Linked DNA regions of Mus musculus: all the other regions are linked to region 1. A link is a contact called in public promoter capture Hi-C data. All regions are on one chromosome and are shown on one strand. Each heading gives the region's core, a stretch centred on a gene start, on an enhancer-like site or on the middle of the called end of the contact. The rest is flanking DNA. Distances are from core to core; before and after follow the strand shown.

Evidence for each region. Promoter capture Hi-C pulls out the DNA fragments that hold promoters and counts their contacts.
Region 2: a contact with region 1 is called in a promoter capture Hi-C map of neural stem cells. The contact joins the promoter of Zfp719 here to the promoter of Myh14 in region 1.
Region 3: a contact with region 1 is called in a promoter capture Hi-C map of liver, with 4 times the contacts expected there. The contact joins the promoter of Grin2d here to the promoter of Myh14 in region 1. A contact is called at or near these places in 2 of 39 promoter capture datasets (both in liver).

What each region holds. Positions count from the first base shown.
Region 1 is chr7:44,669,418-44,672,741 of GRCm38.p6, forward strand. It overlaps Myh14 (myosin, heavy polypeptide 14), which reads right to left and starts at 1,426. Exons shown (of 42, transcript NM_001271540.1): 1 at 1,383-1,426. 2310016G11Rik (RIKEN cDNA 2310016G11 gene) reads left to right here. Exons shown (of 5, transcript NR_152106.1): 3 at 246-416; 4 at 1,017-1,182.
Region 2 is chr7:43,578,029-43,581,857 of GRCm38.p6, forward strand. Zfp719 (zinc finger protein 719) reads left to right here and starts at 1,558. Exons shown (of 4, transcript NM_172482.1): 1 at 1,558-1,738.
Region 3 is chr7:45,864,460-45,868,032 of GRCm38.p6, forward strand. Grin2d (glutamate receptor, ionotropic, NMDA2D (epsilon 4)) reads right to left here and starts at 2,222. Exons shown (of 12, transcript NM_008172.2): 1 at 1,653-2,222. The coding sequence starts at 2,108.

The DNA of each region.
Region 1 (3,324 bases), core at 176-2,675:
AGCAGCCAGCAAAGATAGAACCTGTTGCCAAGTGGGCGGCTGTGGGCAAAGGTGAAGGGCTGGCACAGAGCCGGACTAAGTATGCTAGGGTTCGAATCTCCCTCCAGCCTTCTGAACCTTCACTTTCTTCGCTAGGAATTGAGGCTCATGAGATCAACAAAAATTATTTGAGGAAAAGGACCCAGGTCTCTGTTCTGTTTTATCGTGGTTTTTTTTTTTTTTTTCTTTCTTTCTTTCTTTCTTAGAATCTCAGTTTCCTGAACCCTGGAAGTGGGATGCCCCAATCCTCAGATATGATGTCAAAATGCTATGCCAGCCTCAGGCTTGGGTCTTCTCCTCAATCGAGAAGGTGATCGAGGAGGAGACATCGGGTGATCATGCCTACGATAAACTTGTGGCTTAAGAGGTGTTAAGAGGTATGGCTTACAGAACAATTTATTTTTGTTTTTTGTTTTTCAGATACAGGGTCTTAAGTAGCCCAGGCTCGCCTGGAACTCATCATGTAGCTGAGGCTGGTCTTGAACTCCTGATTACTATTATGATGTTTAAAAAAAAAAAAAAGCCACAGGGCCAGGCACACCAGGTCCCTGTGTTCCCCACCTCGGTCCAGTCTATATCTTCACTCTCTGTGAGATGGAAACCACACAAACCTACCTCAAATCCATTCTCCTACACTGGAGGGGAGTTTAGTTATACATTAAAGTGCCCATGTCCATTGTGAGGCTTGGTGGCACACTCTTGTCATCGCGGCCCTTGAGAGGCTCAGGCAGGAAGGTTGGGGGTTGAGGTCAACTCGGTCTACACAGTGAGTTCAGAAGCTATCTCCAAAAAAAACAAAAAACACAAAAAAAACAAACAAAAAAAACTCACAAAAAAACAAAAAACCAAAACAAAACAAAAAACCAAAACAACTAACTAAACCAAGTCAAATCAAAACAAACTGGGACACCCAGCCAAACACATCCTTCTCTGTTCCTGTCCCTGCCTGTCGCGACCCCTCTCTCTCTGGTCCACAGCTTTTTCCTCCTCTGACATCTGACACGGTAGTCCTGAGAGCTGGGGAATGGAGACCATGACTCAGGTGTTCTATCATGCAACGTTCCAAGCACTGCCTCAGTTTCCCCTTCTGCAGAACAGACCGTGTGACGCTGTCAGAGATGACCCCAGGCTGTCTGGCACAAGGTGGGAATCCGGGCTGGGTGACTACAACCTTCCCCTTACCTCTCCCTGACCCTGGGGTCGCTTGCACCCAGGGTGAATGTCTTGACCCACCCCTCTCCAAGACCCCCCGCTGTACCCCACCGGCTCCGGCCTCCCCAGGTCTGACAGGCTCTGGCCAACCCTTGGGGCGCACCACGGGGGGGAGGTCCCCGGACACTCACCGGCGCCCAGGGCGGTCCAGAGGCCTCGGCCTGGACAGAAAAGGAGGCGGGGCCTGCAGTGGACGGCCCCACCCACAGGTAGGCATTACAGACCAATCAGCACTTGCTGCGGCCCGCTCAGACCTCGCCCCTGGGGCTCAGTGCTGCCCAATCAAAAAGAGCGGCTGGCGCGCCAGGCCAATCAGAAGTTGGCAAAGCGTGCCAGGCGTGGGAAAAGAACCTGGCCGAGAATGTGCGGCAGTAGGCGGGACCCGGGCCTGATGGCCAGCAGGAAGCACCAATAGAGATGCTTGGGGAGCGGCCAGCAGCTGCTGGTTCAAGGGGACAGGGTGAATGGGCTGCTTTGTAAACAGGCATGAATGGATGCCTTTGTGCGCACCCGTAGGGGGCGGCGGGAGGCCGGAATGCCTGGGTCCCCCGGGAGCCGGCGTGAGGACACACACCAAGAAACTGCTTTTGTAGAGTGCAGACCGTGAGCAGACCCAAAGCAGGTGGATGGGTCAGAATCATTTATTGAGCTCAAAGATGTGTGAAGCGTTTCCACTACGTAATTTCACTAAAGCCTTGAACTTGGTGCGATTGAGACCTTATATGGAGACTCAGTAGAGGGTTAGCCTAGCATGCACGAAGCCCTGGGTTCCACCCAGTCACCTTGCAAAGCAGGAGTGATGGCACCAGAGAATCATTCCAGCCCTGGAGAACTGGAGGTTGGAGGATCAGGAGTTCAAGGTCATCCTACAGCTATGTAAAGATTTCTAGGCCAGCCTAGATTATAGGAGACCCTGTCTCAGAAAACAAAGCAAAAACCCCAACCTCATCTGGAGGACCACACCTACCATCCTAGCTAGCATTGCCGGGCTGAGGCAGGAGGACTGCAATGAGTTGAGGTCATGGGTTTAAACAAAGTGATTGAGAAACTTAGTGTGACCCTGTCTCAAAGTACAAAAAGAGGGCTTAAGATGTGGCTCAGTTATAGGGCACTTGAGCTATAAAGCACTAAGTTTACATCACCTTACTGCAAAAATAAATAAATCAGCAAACAAACGATAAGTAAATACCAAAGTCCCCAAAGCCCTCACCACATAGATACACTCCACCTTGTCTTCCAACTGCTTAGCTCGTGTTGTTTCATAGTCCCTTAAGCACTTGGGTCTGCCTCAGCTTTGAACAGTCTCCTAAACTTGCTGTTTCCTTGTGTATGTGTGTGAGTGTATGGCTCTCTGTGTGTGTGTGTGTGTGTGTGTGTGTATGGCTTTTTTACCTGCATATATGTATGTGTACTGTGTGCATACAGTGCGGTCGGAGGCCAGAAGAGGATGTCAAATTTCCTGCAACTGGAGTTACAGATGATTCTGAGCTGTCCTGTGGGTACTGGGAATTGAACCCAGGTCCTCTGGAAGAACAGTTTCTGCTCTTAACCACTGAGCCACTGCTGCAGGCCTGCTTCTTTGCTTCGGAGACAGGGTTTCATTCTGCAGCTCTGCCATCCTGGCACTCTATTGTCCATTTGGACATGACAGCTCAGGTGTCTGTAGCCAACCAACCGTACCTGCCAACTACGGATATCATCCACTCCATCAAGGCTAAATCTACCCAGCAACTGGTGATGTCATCATCTGTCTTTACTGGCCTGGTTGCAGAGGCAGCTTCAGTTCTGCTTGCTCAGCCTAAGGGGAGGTGAGACTACCTGCATAACAGAGGATGACTGTGAACTTCTGATCGCTCTGCCTTTGCCGCCTGAGTGTAGGAATGACTGGTATGCACCACCACACATGGCTTAGCAGGCTTTGGTTGCCGGGGATTTTCTCTGATCTGCAAACCCATGCCACTCTAATGCCTGCTAACATTTAGTGAGAACACACACAGTTCTAAGCTCTCACTGTACATTAAATCCCACAACATGGACCCACCAGCTCTATGCATTTGGTCCTGCTGCTGCACA
Region 2 (3,829 bases), core at 308-2,807, 1.1 Mb before region 1:
AAGGCAGAGGCAGGGGGATTTCTGAGTTCGAGGCCAGCCTGGTCTACAAAGTGAGTTCCAGGACAGCCAAGGCTACATACCCTGTCTCGAAACAAAACAAAACAAAACAAAACAAAACAAAACAAAACAAAACAAAAAGAAATTCCGGAAGAACACGTTGGTGCCTAACTTATCATAATTTTGCTCTGTGGTGATGGATGGCTGAGTCCACTCTTTTGGGACTCCTGAGGTGTATCTTTGATGATGAAACTGTTTCCTAAATCATTATTCCTGTAGTCTGTTCTCAGTGGGAAGCTCTAGACTATGTGTGAACTGGGCATGATTGCACATTGTTGTAATCCTAGAACTTCCCTGGTATAGACAAGATCAGAGTAACTTCAAGGCCAGCCTGGTCTACATAGTTCCAGACCAGTGGTTCTCAACCTTTCTAATATTTTTCATTGCTACTTCATAACTGTAATTTTGCTACTGTTATGAATCATGATGTAAATATTTTTGGAGATAGAGGTTTGTCAAAGGGGTCATAACCCACAGGTTGAGAACCACTGTTCTAGACTGTCCAGGGCTAGAATGTGTTTAATATGGAGATAACTCACACAATTTTATACTTTATTCTTATAATGTACATTAGGTCTACTAATTTATTCACTACAGTGCTAGGTGTTTTTCCCATTTGACTAGTGTCCCTGTTTATCATTATTTCCACTGCCCACCTAGTTCTACATTATTTCTATTATGCGATTTAGAAGACATTTTACTTCTAAGTAAGAACAGGTTTCTATCCTCTGGGAACCGTGAGATGCCTCAGTATGACGTAAATGATGGCTTATCTCAGTTTCTCACCGTTGGTGTTCCATATGACTTACCTCCTGTTTCCTAATAACCCCACATAGTTTTCAATTTTTGAAAAATTAGAAAAGGCCAGTGTGGTGATACACATCTTTAATCCCAGCACTCGGGAAACAGAGGCCATGAGATGTCTGAGAGTCCAAGGCCAGAATGACCTTCATGTCCGGTTCCAAGCCAGTCAGACCAATATAGTGAGGTCATCTCAAAAATAAGAACTTCTTTCAATTCTGGTGAAAATCAAGAGAAAGTTGAAGAAAAAGAGAAACAGATTAAAAGCACTTGTTGCTCTTGCAGCTGTCCTGGATGCTATAAACTCAACATGCAGGCAAAAATACATAAAGTAAATCTAATAAAATACAGGGGAAAAAAAGGTACATTTAGGAAGATGTAATGTTACAGTGTCTTAGAATTATATACACATACAAGACGTTAATAAATCCCCTAAGCATGTGAGACAGCCTTGGACTTTCACCTATCACATTCTTGTCGGCTGTATGGAACCGTTGCGCTTTGATGCTTGCCTCTGTGTCACGGGAGTGTGGGTTCAGCCATGGCACTTTCTAGGAAGAAGTTAAAAAAAAAAAAAAAAAAATCAGAAACCACCAGATGAGCCATAATAAGTACTGGCAAGACAGACTTCCGCCAGTGGTGGTGCGCATGCGCGCCACCCAGGGCTACGTGGTAGTGAACTGAGGGAACCCTTATTCAAATCGGAAGTGGCCTAGAGTGATCACATCCGCTCAGATCTTAAAGTAGTTCGCCTCTCCTGTCGTTGCCAGGGTAGCGTGGGTGTTTGGAATCCGAACCCATGGAATTGTGGGTGTCTGTGGGCGGAAGTCTCGCAGTCCTGGCGTGCCGTGTGCAGAGCTTCTCTAAGGTGTAATGTGAGGTGAGTGGATGTGGAGCAGAGGACGCTGTGCTGCTGAGCGCCGGTTTGTGCTGAGTGATGGTTGAATCGGCCCCAGGGGGGGATGAGGTGGATAAAGTGGGGGTCGTTCGGTTCTCTTTCATTCTGTTCCTGCGGGTTTTCCGCGTCTGTATTTTGTCACTTCCCAGTATGCTGTCCTGTGGGATTTCCCACCGTCGTCCGTGAAAATTACCATGTGAGGGCATTCGGGGCAGGACTCAGTGAGTGGGCGCTGCAGCATCCGGGAGCTTCAGGGCGAGGACCTTGAGATGGCTTGTGATCCGCTCAGTCTGTGATTGGCTTAGGAGTCAGGCGATGGAGCTTGAGGCCAGTGTAGGGTGCTTTGTGAGGGCGACCGCGTCGCTTTCTGGGCTGTTTGAGTAGCTGGTAACTGGAGCCCTGGCTCCTGGTCAAACACTGGCCTTCGAGAGGAGATAAACTCCAAAGAGTAAGAGAAAACGGGGAAATGAATTTATTTACGTTTGGTCCAAACTGGAGACCCAGTGCCCTCCATCTCTGTCAGCCTAAGCAGTATTAGCAATAGAAGGCACTGCCTAGAAGCCAGGAGATGTGTTTAGGTATATTTAATGTGGTCACAGTTATCTAAGCGGGGACATAGCCTTGGGGCTGCCCTTAGGTGTTCTGGATATTTCCTTTCCCCCGTATGCAACTGAAGACAGAAGAAAGATTTAAGAAAAAACTAGTCATTTCAGTTACAATTGAAAGTTTACATAAATACTGCAGTCCTTTGCTGATGTGAGGTCTGATCGGAGGTTTGACTTGTGCCTGGGATCTGTGAATTTGGCAAGGATTGGTAATTGGCAGTTACGCAGAAAGGTGCTGCTGTAAAAAGATTGTAAGGCAGAAGCCTGGGTTCCTGCATCCAAACAGGCAAGGGCCAGCCTCATCCAGTCTGCCTACTGAAGAGACCAGTGAGGAGGAAAGGCAGGAGAGTGGAGATGTGGGTCAGCAGTGTTGGGTTCCCAGCACCCACACCACATGGTGCCTTGGAACTGCCTGGTGGGACGATTCCAGGGGATCCGTGTTCCCTTCTGGCCTCCCAGCTAATGGTGCACAGACAAAGACAGACAAAACACCCACACACGTTTCATTTTTAAATGTTTGAATAGTAAGAATAAATCTTTAAAAAAAAATTTTTTTTTCCGTTAATGTTGGGCGAGCTGCCTTCTCCAATTATTCCCCACCTCCTAAAGAAATGTTAAGGAAAAAAAGAAAAGCAGAGGTTGAGACTCCATACAGTGGTAACGTTGAGCAGGCGGAGAGGTAAAGTGACCTAGTGGCCCCATGTCTGTCTCTAGTGCACAGATTTGAGGTTAAGTTTAGAAATCAAGCTTTATGTATTAAAGTAGTGCTGCAGGTTGTGGTGGCACATGACTGTCCTGTAATCTTAGCACTCTGCACTCGGAGGCTGGAGGATGTCTACATTATGGAGGCCAGGCTGGGCATGAAGTAGGTTAGCGTTTAAGTCAGAGCTGAAGTGCTAAAGACATACATAATGCTTTTTAGTAAAAGCAGCCGTGTGTGTGTGTGTGTGTGTGTGTGTGTGTGTGTGTGTGTGTTTCATCTTTTAAAATTTATGTGTATGAGTGTCTGACCGATGGTCACCAAGGGACACCAAGTGTGTGTCTAGTGGCCATCTGCTCCCCTGGAATCAGACACAGGAGGCTGTGAGCCACATGTGCAGATAGGTGCTGAGCCTGAGGCATGCGCAAGAGCAGCAATTGCTCTTAACCACTGAGCATCTCTCCAGCCACTGTTCCTTCCTTCCCTCCTCTTGTCTCCCTCCCTCCTTCTCTCCTTCCCTCCTTACTTCCTATCTTTTGACAGGCTATTCTATGTACCCCCGGCTAGCCTGAAACTCAGTTTGTAGGCCAGTCTGACCTCAAGTGTGGCTGTGATCCACCTGCCTCTGGCGTGCCGGGATTGTAGGTCTGCAACCAAAGTTTCCAGAAACCAAAAGTTTAGTTGTCTTTGGTCTCCTCAACAATTAGTCAATATCCATCTATGTATTTTACCTAAATAGCCTATTAGTTTCCAACTAAGAATGTCATT
Region 3 (3,573 bases), core at 972-3,471, 1.2 Mb after region 1:
CGCCTTCCTGCACCTACATGCAAACAGCAATCAGAATTTCTCCTTTGGCACATGCCAGTGGTTTAGTGCTGGGTACAAGACAGCTGTCCTGAAAAGAGGGGCCTTCCCAGCATGCATTGGAGACTCACAGACGACCTCACCCCTCAGAGGGGATGGCTATGAACAGACTAGGTCTTGGCACTCATTTAGCACAGCTGGAGCAGCAACGATAACACTTCCCCCCCTCCCCCAGGGCAGTGAACTATATATGTCCCTGAAGGTGACAGGCTACATACAAAGTGGATAGCAATTTTCAGTGGGGCACAGTCACCAACAATGGAAGCACAAGGGACTGTGTACACCAGTGTTCTATGGAGGGAGCAGCCAGGCCTACATATCTGCCTACAAATCTAGCCAAGAACAAAGAAGCCGGATAGAGGTCTTTCCCAGAATGTTTTGGGCAGACCTGAGGGCCCTCGGATGCAATGGTGCTCTGGGAACAAGGTCACAGGCCTTCCTAGCCGGCAACTGGTTGGTTTAGGTTCCATCCACCCAGGCGGCCCCATCCTTCAGCCAACCCCACTTCTAGGTTTCACTTGCTCCACATCTAGTACACCCCTTTCTCAGGCTTCATCTGCAAATTAGGGTAGTCCATGTCTCTTCTTTGGTACCAAAGGCCTACCACAACCCACTGTCCCCACCCAGGCCTTTGGGGGCAGGTCTCTTTCCAGGCTACTACCAGGACCAGTCTCTCCTGACTCCACTTCAGGTTTCTGGTTTTCTCTGGGTTCAAAATCCTCATTTCCGTACCTTTACAGTTTGACAAGCTCATTCTCAAACCCCACTTCAAGGGCCTACTTCCTCCTCTCTCAGCAAAGTCCTTTTATTACATCCATTGGAGTGGGTCTACCCTCGGCCTTCTCCACTGGATCCCTCCATCCTTGAGCACTAGCAGGGTCCTTGGGCTTGGCCTGCTTCTCATCAGTCCAACTCTCAGAATGCATGGCTCTGCTCTCATTCCTACACCTCTAGGCTCCAAGCCTCCAGCTAAGCCTCCCACCATGCCCTCCTTCAGCACCTAGTTCTCTTATCCTATGGTTCCCATCTCTGCCTTCCTGGACACTAGACTCCATCTCTTTCTGAACCCCATCCCTTTCCAACTGACTCTTCCCCTCATTGGTCCAAGAGCCATAACTCTAGTTTCTGACCTTGTCGTCACTCATTAAATCTATCTCTTCTGCCATTGGCTTTTCCTCAATCCTCATTGTAACCCACCTCTTTCCTGATTATTGATCTGACCCTTGTAGGTGACCCCTGAAAGGTGCTGTGAACCCCATAGAGCACATCTCTTCAAATCAGACTCCTCACTGTATAGACTTGACTTTTAACCACCAACATGGAAACTGACCAACGGACGGCTCCACCCCCTAGTTACTGTCTCCGTCCTTACAACCCCCCCCCCCCATCTTAATACAACCCGCCCCCCAAGTTATCATAGGTCCCGCCTCTCAAAGGTCTTTCCCTTCAGCCTACGCAGGCACTGCCCCTCGACGAACCTCCCGCCTCAAGTCAATCAAAACTACGTCCGATCCAAGACCCCGAGCCGCAAGGCCCCGCCCCCGAGCCGCAAGGCCCCGCCCCCGAGGCGGCCCGTCCCCCGCGGTCGCGCGCACCTTGGGTGTGAGTACGAGCGCGGCGCCGCCGTGCACGGCCACGATGGGCAGCGAGGTCTGCGCCGACAGGAAGTCGAGAATGGGCGCGACGGCGGGCGCGCGCGAGTCGTCCTCGAACACCACGCCGTGCACGCGCAGCCCCGACAGCAGGTCGCAGAGCTGCAGCACAAGGCTGCGAGGGTCGGAGCCGTTGAGCACCAGCGCCACGGGCCGTACGTCCAGGCCCGGGCTGCGCACTGCCGCCGCCACGGCCGGGCCCAAGCGCGCCGCCTCGGCCGCGTACGCCGGGCCAGAGAAGACCAGCGCCACGTTGAGCGGCCGCGCCCCGCCCGTGCCCCCGCCGGCCGCGCCCGGCCCCGGCACCTCCTCCGGGAACGGGCTGGCGCACGCCAGCGCCAGCAGCAACAGCATCTTAGCGGGGCCCCGAGGGCCGCGGGGGCCACCGGCGCCGCGCATCGCCTGCGGGCCCCGCCGGGCGGCCTCTGCGTGGACGGGAGGCGAGGGCAGAGCCCGAGGGGAGACACGGGAGAGACGGGGCGAGAGGGGAAGGTTGGGTGATGGAGAGAGGGAGGGGCCGACACGGAGGGAAACAGAGATGAGGGACAGAGATAAGGGAGAACGAGACAGAAGGAGGAGACAGAGATCGAGAAACAGAGATAGGGAAGGCGACAGAGACAGTGAGACCCAGATAGTGAGGGAGATGCAGAGTCAGGATGAGAGGGGAAAGTTGGGTGAGAGAAGGCGCGGCGGCAGAAGCATAGAGGGAGACAAATGAAGAGAGGGAGACGGGAAGAAATGGAGAGACAGAGAGGGAAAGAGGCAGGAAAGAGACATACAGAGACCAGAGACAAGAAGAGACAGCGGGAAAGGCAATGGAGGGAGTGGAAGGGAAAGATGGAACCCAAATAGAGGGAGGGGTGGGGGGGTGAGATGAAGGAATGAAATGTGGGAACCAGGAGGCACAAAGGCGGGAGGGGGTGAGTAATGGGGTCAGGGAAGATGCAGAGGTAAGAGGTGGGGGGAGAAGGCAGGCATGGAAGGGGCAGTGATCGAACAGATGGGAAAGAGACCCAGAGATGGGACAAAGACCAGGAAAAGAACGCCAGTGAGAGCAAAGGAGAGGGGGACAGCGAGAGAGATGGTCAAGGAGAGGGGAAAGAGTGAAGAGAGATGAAAGGCCAGGCTCACGGGGACACAGACCCAGGAGAGGGAGCACAGGAGAGGGAGCACGGCAGAGGATGGTAGTGAGGCAAGGAGAGATGCAGAGAGAAATACAGGGAGGCGGAGAGATGAGAAAGTTGCGGGGAATAGAAAGCAAAGCAGAGACCCACAGTCACCCAGAGTCAGGCACACACCAACCTCAGGAAGAAGGAGTGGAGATGGAGAGAGGCAAGCAGAGCGAATGGAATACAGAGAAGACAGAAATAGCAAGGCAAGGCGAAGCCCCAGACCCCCACCCGGGAGGTGCCCAGCACACATAAAAGCAAGGCAGAGGCAGGTGGCAGAGGAAATGGAAAGAAAAGGGCGAAAGTAAGGGGGAAACGGGAGAGGAAAAGGGGTCAGGTGTATGGGGGAGAGAGAAGGAGAAATTAGTTGGGTATCCAAGGAGAGACAATGCCCACCACCCTAAGCCATTCTTAGCCCCTCCTCCTGTCCCTGCCCCCCTCGTTTTCATTCTTGATGAAACTGAGTCACAGGCCAGTCTTGGGGTTGGGGGCACAGCTGTGGGGAGCTGGGGGGGGGGGTTGTCCCTGGCTTCCAGCCCAGAGCAATTTAGTAAATTAAAGGAAGAAGAGTGTTGCCTCCAGTGGCCCCTGTTGAATACTAGTTGCCTGGGGTGGGTGGGCCAGGATCCCAGGCTTCTGGGTACTAGGTTTGAGGAGGAGCCCTGGGGGCCTGATCTCTGCTCACATAAAGCTCC